Linked DNA regions of Sus scrofa: regions 2 and 3 are each linked to region 1. A link is a contact called in public promoter capture Hi-C data. All regions are on one chromosome and are shown on one strand. The core of a region is the stretch at or near the end of the contact, and the rest is flanking DNA. Distances in the headings are between cores, read along the strand shown.

What was found. Promoter capture Hi-C pulls out the DNA fragments that hold promoters and counts their contacts.
Region 2: a promoter capture Hi-C map of liver shows a contact between it and region 1, with 4 times the contacts expected there. The contact joins the enhancer-like site here to the promoter of CUX1 in region 1. A contact is called at or near these places in 3 of 5 promoter capture datasets (fetal liver, fetal skeletal muscle and liver), 5 of 47 Hi-C or Micro-C datasets (embryonic fibroblasts, fetal liver, heart right ventricle and 2 more) and 2 of 2 datasets of contacts at active chromatin or transcription factors (alveolar macrophages and skeletal muscle).
Region 3: a contact with region 1 is called in a promoter capture Hi-C map of liver, with 3 times the contacts expected there. The contact joins the enhancer-like site here to the promoter of CUX1 in region 1. A contact is called at or near these places in 1 of 5 promoter capture datasets (liver), 4 of 47 Hi-C or Micro-C datasets (embryonic fibroblasts, fetal liver, liver and 1 more) and 2 of 2 datasets of contacts at active chromatin or transcription factors (alveolar macrophages and skeletal muscle).

What each region holds. Positions count from the first base shown.
Region 1 is chr3:9,315,779-9,318,655 of Sscrofa11.1, reverse strand. CUX1 (protein CASP) reads right to left here and starts at 1,511. Exons shown (of 23, transcript XM_021086269.1): 1 at 1,266-1,511. The coding sequence starts at 1,328.
Region 2 is chr3:9,402,999-9,406,036 of Sscrofa11.1, reverse strand. The region is part of intron 2 of CUX1 (protein CASP); the gene reads right to left. Among named protein-coding and RNA genes, the nearest start is that of CUX1, 87 kb to the right of the region's middle. Within about 2 kb of position 1,761, at least 2 of the 83 cell types and tissues checked have an H3K27ac peak or open chromatin away from gene starts, as enhancers often do. A contact at or near this core is called in liver, where this site is marked.
Region 3 is chr3:9,421,121-9,424,090 of Sscrofa11.1, reverse strand. The region is part of intron 2 of CUX1 (protein CASP); the gene reads right to left. Among named protein-coding and RNA genes, the nearest start is that of CUX1, 110 kb to the right of the region's middle. Within about 2 kb of position 1,705, at least 15 of the 83 cell types and tissues checked have an H3K27ac peak or open chromatin away from gene starts, as enhancers often do. A contact at or near this core is called in alveolar macrophages, fetal liver and liver, where this site is marked.

The DNA of each region.
Region 1 (2,877 bases), core at 262-2,761:
GCCGCGCGCTCCATCGCGCCCGCGGACCCTACTGGGAGGGCAGGGCCCCGGAGGAGACGATCGGAGAGACGGGGGTGGGTCACTGGGGGCCGCGGGAGCCCCCGGGCGCGAGGCGAGGACCACCCGGAGAGGCGGCGGGGAGCAAGCGCCCCCGGCCCAGATAGACTGCGCGCCGGGGCGCAGAGCCGGGCCTCCACTCGGGGAAAGTTGTAGCCCTCCTCTGGCACACGCACCCCCGCCCGCGGGGCGCCCCGACCCCCAGGATCCACGCGCGGGGCGCCGGCCGCCCCCCGCAAGTTTCCCCAAAGCACCCCTACCCGGGCACCCGGCCCCGGAGGGCCGGTCCGCGCCGCTCCTGCAGGCACACAAAAGATAGGGGCTGCTGCGGGGTCTGCGGGTGGCCCCGGGGCGCCCGCCCGGACGTAAACAAACCCCGGGCTCCGCGCTGGGAGCCCCACGCCGCACGCGGGAGCGGCGGCGCAGTCCCGGCCGGCTGACAGCCGGGGGCGGCGGCCCGGGCCCGGGCCGGCCGGGGCCGGGGAGCGCGGACGCCCGCCCGCCCGGCCACCCGCCCGCCTGGCCGGAGCCGGGCCGCGCCGCCGCCGCCGCCGCCGCCGGTGGCCGCTCTGACCCTCCCCCGAGCCGGCGGCACCACAGCGCCACCAGCCCCAGCTCCGCCGCGCCGGCGGCAGTGGCGGCGGCGGCTCCTCCTGGAGAGGCAGGCGCTTCACCCCCACAGCAACTCCCCACAAACTTTCCCGGGGAATACGGCGGGCCGGGGGCGCGGGGCGCGCGGCCGGGCGCCGCCGCCGGGCCGCAGCCCCCTCCCGGCGCAGCGCCCGCCGCCGCCGCCGCCCGCCGCAGCCCGCTCCCCGCTCGCGCGCGCACCCCGCGGGCCGCCGGGGCCGCCCCCTCCCCGGTCCCGCGGCGGCGGCGGCGGCGGTGGCGGCGGCGGCGCAGGGCCGGGGGGGCGCCCGGGGTGGGGGCCGACACCGGGGGCAGCGGTGGCGGCGGCGGCTCCCGGCGCCATCTTGGGCTGATCGATGAATTGAACAAAGAGGATCAATTTCCGATCAAGCGAGTTATCAATGGGGGCCGGGGAGCGAGAGGGACTTGTCCCCGACTCGGCCCCGCTTTCCCCGGCACCCCCCTCCTCCCCGCCGCCGCGGCCCCCCGGCGGCCGGGCAGCCCGGGGCCCCGGGGGAGGCCGCGACCGCCCGCAGCCCCCACCCCCGGGCGAGAGGCCGAGCGAGGAGAAGCCTGACCTGCAGCTGCTGTAAATCAAAGCGCTTCCAATATTGAAACATCGATCCCACATTGGCCGCCATCTTGAGACATATTGAGACGGAGTGAGAGGCTGATAGAGAGGGGGCTGGAGTTCAGGAGCCGCCAGGAGGCAGCAGGCGGGCGGCGCCAAAACCCGGCCTGGAGCCGGCCGCCGCCGCCGCCACGGAGGACGCGGACTCCTCCTCACGGCGCCGCCGCAGCCATGGCGAGCCCGAGCCGGAGCCGGAGTCGGAGCCCGAGGGCGCGGCGGCCGCCGCCGGGCCTCCCGCGCGCGGCCCCTGCCCGCTCCCGCCGGCGCCCGCCGCCAGGCCCGCGACCCCCGCCCCTCCGAGCCCCCCGGCCCGCGCGGGCGGCGGCTGCCGGCCCGGCCCCGAGGGGGCGCTGGAGGGCGGCGGGAGGGGCGCCCCGGGCCCCCGCGGGAGGCCCCGGGCCCGGCTCACCTGGGGCGGTTTTCGGGCGCCCGGGGGTCGCGGTCGCCGGCGGCCCTCGGCTGGGAGCGGGCGGCCGTTGGCTGCGGGCGCCGGCGCCGCGCCGCTTTCGCCCGCTCTTCCGCGGGGCACGGAGCGCGCGGAGCCGCCGCGACCACCTGCCCGAGCCCAGACCCCGCACAGACCCGGCCCACCGCTGCGGCGCGGGTGCGAGGCGCGCTGGCCGGCCGCTGCCGCCCACCCTCTCCCCGAGCCCCAGCCGGACTCAGAGACCGAGCCAGCCTGGAACGGCCTTTCATGTTGGGGGCACTGGAGCCGGGGGAACGCAGCCCTGACCCCCGTGTCGCTGCACACGTTAATTTTCCGCACAGTGGCCGCGCGGTCCCCGCGCCGCGCCGCACCGCACCCCCGGCGGCCAGGGGGTCTGAATGGCCCCTATCTGCTCGATTTGCGCCAGCTTAGGACAGGACAGGAAAAGTCCTGGAGCCCAGTTCTGTATCCCCCCCGCACCGCTTCAGCGGAACAGCCCTAGAAACTTCCTGTAGTTCACACACAGCGATTTGGGTGCCCAACTTGGAAAGTGTGGGTACGCTTATAACAAAAAGCACGGTCCCTAGTTTGCAGAAATACTAAAATACAAACCCCAAAGTCAATTCTCTTTTGAGATCTTTCTTCGCAGAAACCTGGCAAAAAGCACACACTTTATGATCTCATTTTTAATTGATTATACACACGTGTGAGTTTGAGTTTGCAGTAGGAATAGCGTACTTTTATCCTCCCGAACTTCATTTACCGTGTAATTAGTTAAAACAAATCCCCAAATTCCTTAATCTTAAAAATTATATGTCAATAAAAGCTGTATGGAATACAAAATAAAACATGTTCGTGGGGGTATACAATTGCTTTTCAACTGAGTTGGAGGATTTAACGCCGATCGTTGTAAATTCAGCATTTCTGACTGAAGGGACTAGAAATGAAAGTCCCGAAGAATTGGAGAACACATGTGCCCCTAGGTCTCACACTGGCGACCAGGCGCTTCGGTTTCGACAACGCTCGCCTCCCTAGGTCCGAAGGGGTGGGGGTGTTCCCTGGGCGTCCCGGCGGCAGCCGGGACCCGCAGCAGGGGCAGGAAGCAGGTGGGTGGGAGCGCGCGGGCGCCGGG
Region 2 (3,038 bases), core at 512-3,011, 87 kb before region 1:
ACAGCCCTATGGGAAAATGGGCAAAAGATACAAGCAGTTGAGACACAAGAGAGGAAACGCCAGGCCAGTCACGGTACACAAGGATGCGCACTCACACTAAAACGAGGACAGCCAGCCGCAAGCCAGCAAGGATGTGGCCGGAACAGGTACCGGGAGCCCGCGGCCAGGGCGGGGGCGAGGGGTACCAGCAGGTAGCTACCGACAGCGCCACCCGCCTGGCCAAGGGGGACTGGAGACCACACTTCTGGGGGTTCCCCCACACACACCCCAGGACAGGCATAACAACAAAGAAAAAGTGTCGACACCAGCCAACAATCCCTGGGAGGGCAGGAGGGATAGGTCTTCCCTGGTCCAGGCACAGGGCGGGGGGTTGTGGGAGGGTGAACTGAAAGAAGGCAGGCGTCAGAGGGCACGCGCTGGCCTCCCGCTTGTGTGAACAGTGAAAGGTCTATATCGTGATATCCATTGTTCACGACTGTTTGTGAATATGCATGCACATCGCTGAGAGTGCGAAAAGCACACGGCGATGAAACCTCAGTGTTAGGATGGGTTTACATCTGAGGAAGAAACGAGGGGGAGGCATGGAGGTGGGATCTTAGCTGCCTTGTTTGAAAAAAATAGGCATCAGGGAGTTCCCATTGCGGCACAGCGGAAATAGAATCTCACTAGGAACCATGAGGTTGTGGGTTCGATCCCTGCCCTTGCTCAGTGGGTTAGGATCCGGCGTTGCCGTGAGCTGTGGTGTAGGTTGCAGACTCAGCTTGGATCCTATGTTGCTGTGGCTATGGCATAGGCTGGCGGCTGTAGCTCCAATTGGACCCCTAGGCTGGGAACCTCCATATGCCATGGGTATGGCCCTAAAAAGCAAAAAAAAAAAAAAAAAAAAAAAAAGGAGGCATCAGAAGCAAATGGACAAAACGTTAATATCTTTCCGGTCTGTCAGGAAGGGCACTGAAACGAGTGCTTTGTTTTTACGCTTTTTTGGTGTGCTGGAACTATTTCACATGAAACAAATAAGCCCAGTTACATGGCTTTGCATATAAAAGGACTAGATCATGCAGGTAAAATCCTACATGGGGCCTGTGAGTGGGGCCCTGGGGAGGCAAAGGCTGCCCTGCTGGCCGCTCCTTCAGATGTTCTTGGAAGACACACGAGTCAGGGTCTGTTTGACTCAAAATATCTGTAGGGTTAAAATGTGTCCAGTATCTTATAAATGCAGCCTTCCTGTGGCGCAAGGTTGAAGGTGGAGAGGGAAGTGTCAGGAGCTGAGGTCGTCCCCGCCTCCAAAGCTGGGGGGATCCCCAGGAAGAGCCCAACTGTCGCCAAGAGTCCAATCTCAGGACACCTGACTGTGGACACTCTTGGCAGCAGGCAGTCGCCGAGTGGACGCATCAGTACGGGGTTAAGTGGGGGCCCCAACTGGACCTCAGACCTAAAACAGCGACCTTTCAAATGTGAAGTAGGGGACCGCCAGGACGGGGGCCTGCAGCTGGAAGCTGCCCTAGGATGCAAGTGACAGGGAAGTCTGGCTGCCTGGGGAGGGGGGAGGTAGGAGAGACGGCTCGGCTCCGGGGACCCATCCCACAGGCACGGGGGCTCTGGGTGCCTGGACCGCAGCTGTGGGAGTTTAGGAAGGGCGCCCCAAGGGCCTGGACCCCCACCCCCAACCAGCTTCTCCACTTCTGAGCTGTGGACACCCCCACCTCCTGTGCCTGAGAACTTCCTCCTCCTGGAAAGGGCTCCGGGTCCCTCTCTTTGAAATGGAGAGAAACACTGCCGATTTCACAGGGATCCTGCGAGTGCTGACTCGGCCAATTCGGTTGGAGTCTTCAGAACCGTGTTCAGCATGCAGTAAACGCTCAGGAAGTGTCCGCTGCCGTCATGAGCTTCCCCTGCTGGGTCCCTGCACCAGCAGAGCCCTGCACAGGGAGCTGCCCTGGTCCACACCAACCGCACACGGTGGGATCGCCGGGCCTATGTGCCACGTGTAGAATGAATTCCAAACAGAAAAGCCCCCAGAGGAAAAGCTAAGTGAGGCCCCCAACAAGAAGAAAGGGCGGCAGAGCCGTCTTGGGCCCCCGGAGAGGACCAATAGGCATGAGCCAGAGGGCGAGGGAGCCGACCGGGCTCTAGGACCCTCGGTTCTTGGCCACGCAGCATGACCATCAAGCTAGAGAGGGGACCTGGCCTGCTGAGACCTCAAATCCAGTCCCTGGCAGAACCAGCGTCAGGACTCACGTGTCCTGATGCCCAATAAAACAGTCCTGTACCTGCATCAATGATGCCTCGGTGTCTTCCCGCTAAAACAACACTGGACCACAGACAAAACGGTCACACGCTGCACCGCGGGCGTGTCATGTTCCCTATGGATTCCTTTTTCTGCAACTCGCGTTTTCAAACCAAAGCCCAGAGCCAACAAGAGTCAATAACACATGTTCGCTGATGAGCCCTGACCGTTCTCAACTGGAGCCCCCTGGGCAAAGGAAGAAAAACCTCGGACAGACCTCAGGGGGCAGAGGGACTTGTCTGATCGTCGCTTTCTTGACTGACAACATCTCAAAACGGAAGGGGAGGTTTTCCTGTGCTTTGGGTTTTAATAATTTCCACATGGGAACCAGCGTGTTCAAGCAAATGCCGCATTTTAGCCTATCCGCGCCTCCCTGGGTGCGACAACACCCTTTAAATGAAGATCTCATAGCGATGCTTTTTATATGATAGGTCAGATACTTAATTTTTTTTTTTTTTTGGTTGTTTTCACAACCAAATGGAAAGAGAAATCACTTTGATGGAAGAGAAATCACGTACAATGAACTCACGACAGCTCCACCTTTGGAAGCTAAGAGGAGACGGTCTGGCCCAGCGGCGATGCCCAGGAGTCTGCCTGCCCGGTAGGCAGGCGGCTTGCACCCCCTTCCCCGGGCGACTGCGAGGGGCTGGGACTGCGATGCACTTAGCGTAACACGTGGCCCTTAGCACCTGATAAATATTAATAAATAATGGTTCACCACACTCGCGACCCCACTTGCTGGCTTTCACGT
Region 3 (2,970 bases), core at 456-2,955, 110 kb before region 1:
CTTGTATTTATTGCTTATTTGAAAGGGAGGGAGGGAGAGCAGAGTAAAATTTCCTTTTTCTTCTCTAACGAGATGAGTCACAATTTCCAAACATCAATCAATCAGTGAGTCAGAGGCGGGGAGAAGAGGAAATGACCGGAACCCCCGCCCCCCGACTGTGAACGCCCCCAGAACCACAGCCAGCCAGGGACTCCCAGGTGCCGACTCAACGTCCCCAGGTCCCAGCACGCGGGGACCAGGCGCCTCGGGTGAAACCCGCGAGTCAGGCCCCAAGCCTGGGGTTCTTTGCTCATTCACTGAGCTATTCCATATCATTCTGGGGTGCCCCGTGCGTGCTGGGAATACAGGGGTGAGGGAGGCGTCCCCATGCAGGCGGTATCCCACACACGAAGTGCTCTGCTCAGGGATGCAGACAGGACGGAGGCGCAGAGGAGGAAAACCCTGCGGGTGGGGCCGGGAGGCTCCAAACATGCCTCCAAGACAGGGGACACCCGAGCTGAGTCATGAGGGACCAGAAGTTAGGGAAGAGGCGGGAGGCAGCAAGAGAAGGGACCTGCTCCAGACGGAAGGATTCCTGTGCAAACGCATGGGCTTGGAGAAAGGGTGCTGTGGCCCAGGCCCGACAGGGAGCTCACCTGGACCACAGAACTGCTAGTGAGGGAGAGATCCTGGCCAGAGACCAGCTCTCGAAGGGCCTTCCATCCCTGCTAATGTTGGCTTTGCTCCTGAACCGTGTTTGTGCTTCTGGAGCAGGGCCGGCCGGGGGGGTGGGGGGCTCTCACATGCTAGCTGGTGGGGAGGGCTGGTTAGGATGCAGACTGCAGCCCCTCGCCCTGCCTCGAGTTCCCAGTCCATCAGGTCTGGAGTGGGCCCAGGTGGTGTGATGTTGCTGGTCCTAAGAGCAGGGCTCAGCGCACCCAATCCGGCCTGTTTTACGTTTCTACATAAAATATTACTGGAGCGTGTCCATCACTGAGGTATTAGCTATAGTGACTTTACAGCAGAGCTGAAACCACAAAGCCTAAAGTATTTTACCATCTGGCTCTTATTTTTATTTATTTATTTTTGCTTTTTAGGGCCGCACCCGTGGCACATTGGAAGTTCCCAGGCTACAAGGTCGAATCGGAGTTACAGCTGTCAGCCTACACGGCAGCTCATGGCAATGCTGGGTCCTTGACCCACTGAGCGAGGCCGGGGATCAAACCCGAATCCTCACAGATACTAGCTGGATTCATTTCCACTGCGCCACAGCGGGAACTGCCTATCTGGCTCTTTACATGCAACTTTGCCGACCCCTGCCGGAGGATGTTCCTAGGGGATTCGAAAAAATAACAGCTTTGCGGTCAGTCCATGTTGGATGGTATTAGATTAATCAATGCCCAGCAGGGTTCTTTTCTGCAGGACTTTCCAGAGCCTTTAATACCATATTTTTCTGGGACTGGCGTTCCCAGCAACGCAACGTGAGTCTGTGAGATGCCGCTAGAGGATTTTAACGGACGACGTGTTAAACTGGGGTTTAACCCACAGCCGTGTCTCCTAGGAAAAGCACCCCAAGGGCAGACAGCCTGGAGGGGAACGATCAGGGGACCAGCTGGATGGCTACCATGGCAACTGCACAGGATGTGACAAGAATGTGCACTAGGGCAGGGGTCAGCACGCTTCTTCTGGAAAGGGCCAGACGGTAAATATTTCTGGCTTTGCAGGCCATGCCGTCCCTGTTGCAACTACTCAACTCTGCCCTGGCAGCACAAGAGCAGCCAGAGACCGGAGACAAACATGCGAGTATGGCCATGTGCCAATAAAACTTTATTTACAGAGGCTCGCGTGGGACGAGGGCGGGCGAGGAAGGCTGCACAGCCCCCACACTTGAAAATGGTGAAAAGGGTGAGTTTGATGTGAAGTTATCTTTTACTACAACAAACAAACGTTATGGGCACTGAAGTCTGAAGTTCTGATTGCTCACGTATCGCAACATCCTCTAGTTTCTTTTAACCATTACAAAGGGATGACGCGGTTCCGACGGACGGGCTGGCGGGCACCGCTCCCTGCGTCAGAGCAGACATGCGTTTTACATATAAGAGATGTTCAGTGTAAAGCATTTTAGAAAATGCTCAACCACTCACTGTCGTTATGATACCATGCGTGCCTGGCCAAAAGAGGAGGCAGAGATGTGACAGCCGGTCAGGGGCGGACGAGACGGAGCCGGGGTTGGAACCTGCCCTCCTGTCCCTGGGCCCTTGCTCCCCAGCTTCCCCAGCAGGGTCTGGAAATCTCGGAAGCAGGCAGGTGGGGTCCAGGCGCCCAGCCAGCAGGTGAAAGGGAAGGTCTGGGGCCCCAGTGAGAAGCCAGGTCCTGATGGCCTTGCTCGGGGGACACCAGCACCCCCGGACAGGTCTGTCCCTCGGCTGCCAGCCACTGAGGGTCCTCGGTCTCTCCCTGCCTGCCTTTCCTTTCAGAAGCCCCTCCCCTCGGGGACTGTGCCCTGCAGGCCCCTGCCCAGTGGAAGAAGAAACCAGCCGGCCTGACCCAAAGTAAACTGGTATGATGCAACCCAGGCGGGGCTTGCGGGGTGAGCAGGGATCAAGGCCTCTCAGAGCATCTCTGCGGAAGGATGCGCCAGAGTTCCAAAGCTCCAACCGGCGGGCCACTGGTCGTTTCATAAACTGCAATGAAAGCACCACTTGGATGTCACTGAAATGTCAAGAGGCCACAAACATTTCCAAACGCCTGCTCTGAAGCTCTGTGCTTATCTACTGCAGGCCAGGAACGGCTGGGCCACTGGTCCTCCGGCCGCACCCTGACACCCTTGCTGAAAAGGGCAAAACGTACCACCCCGTCAGGCCAGCAAGCCTGATCCCCCGGGCACAAGCCTCCCTGGGATGCTGGGGACCTCGCTGTGCCACCACACAGACTGGAGGTCAGAGAGGGAACCCGGGCCTGCCCGTCTGGGGCACAGACCAGACCCTCGGT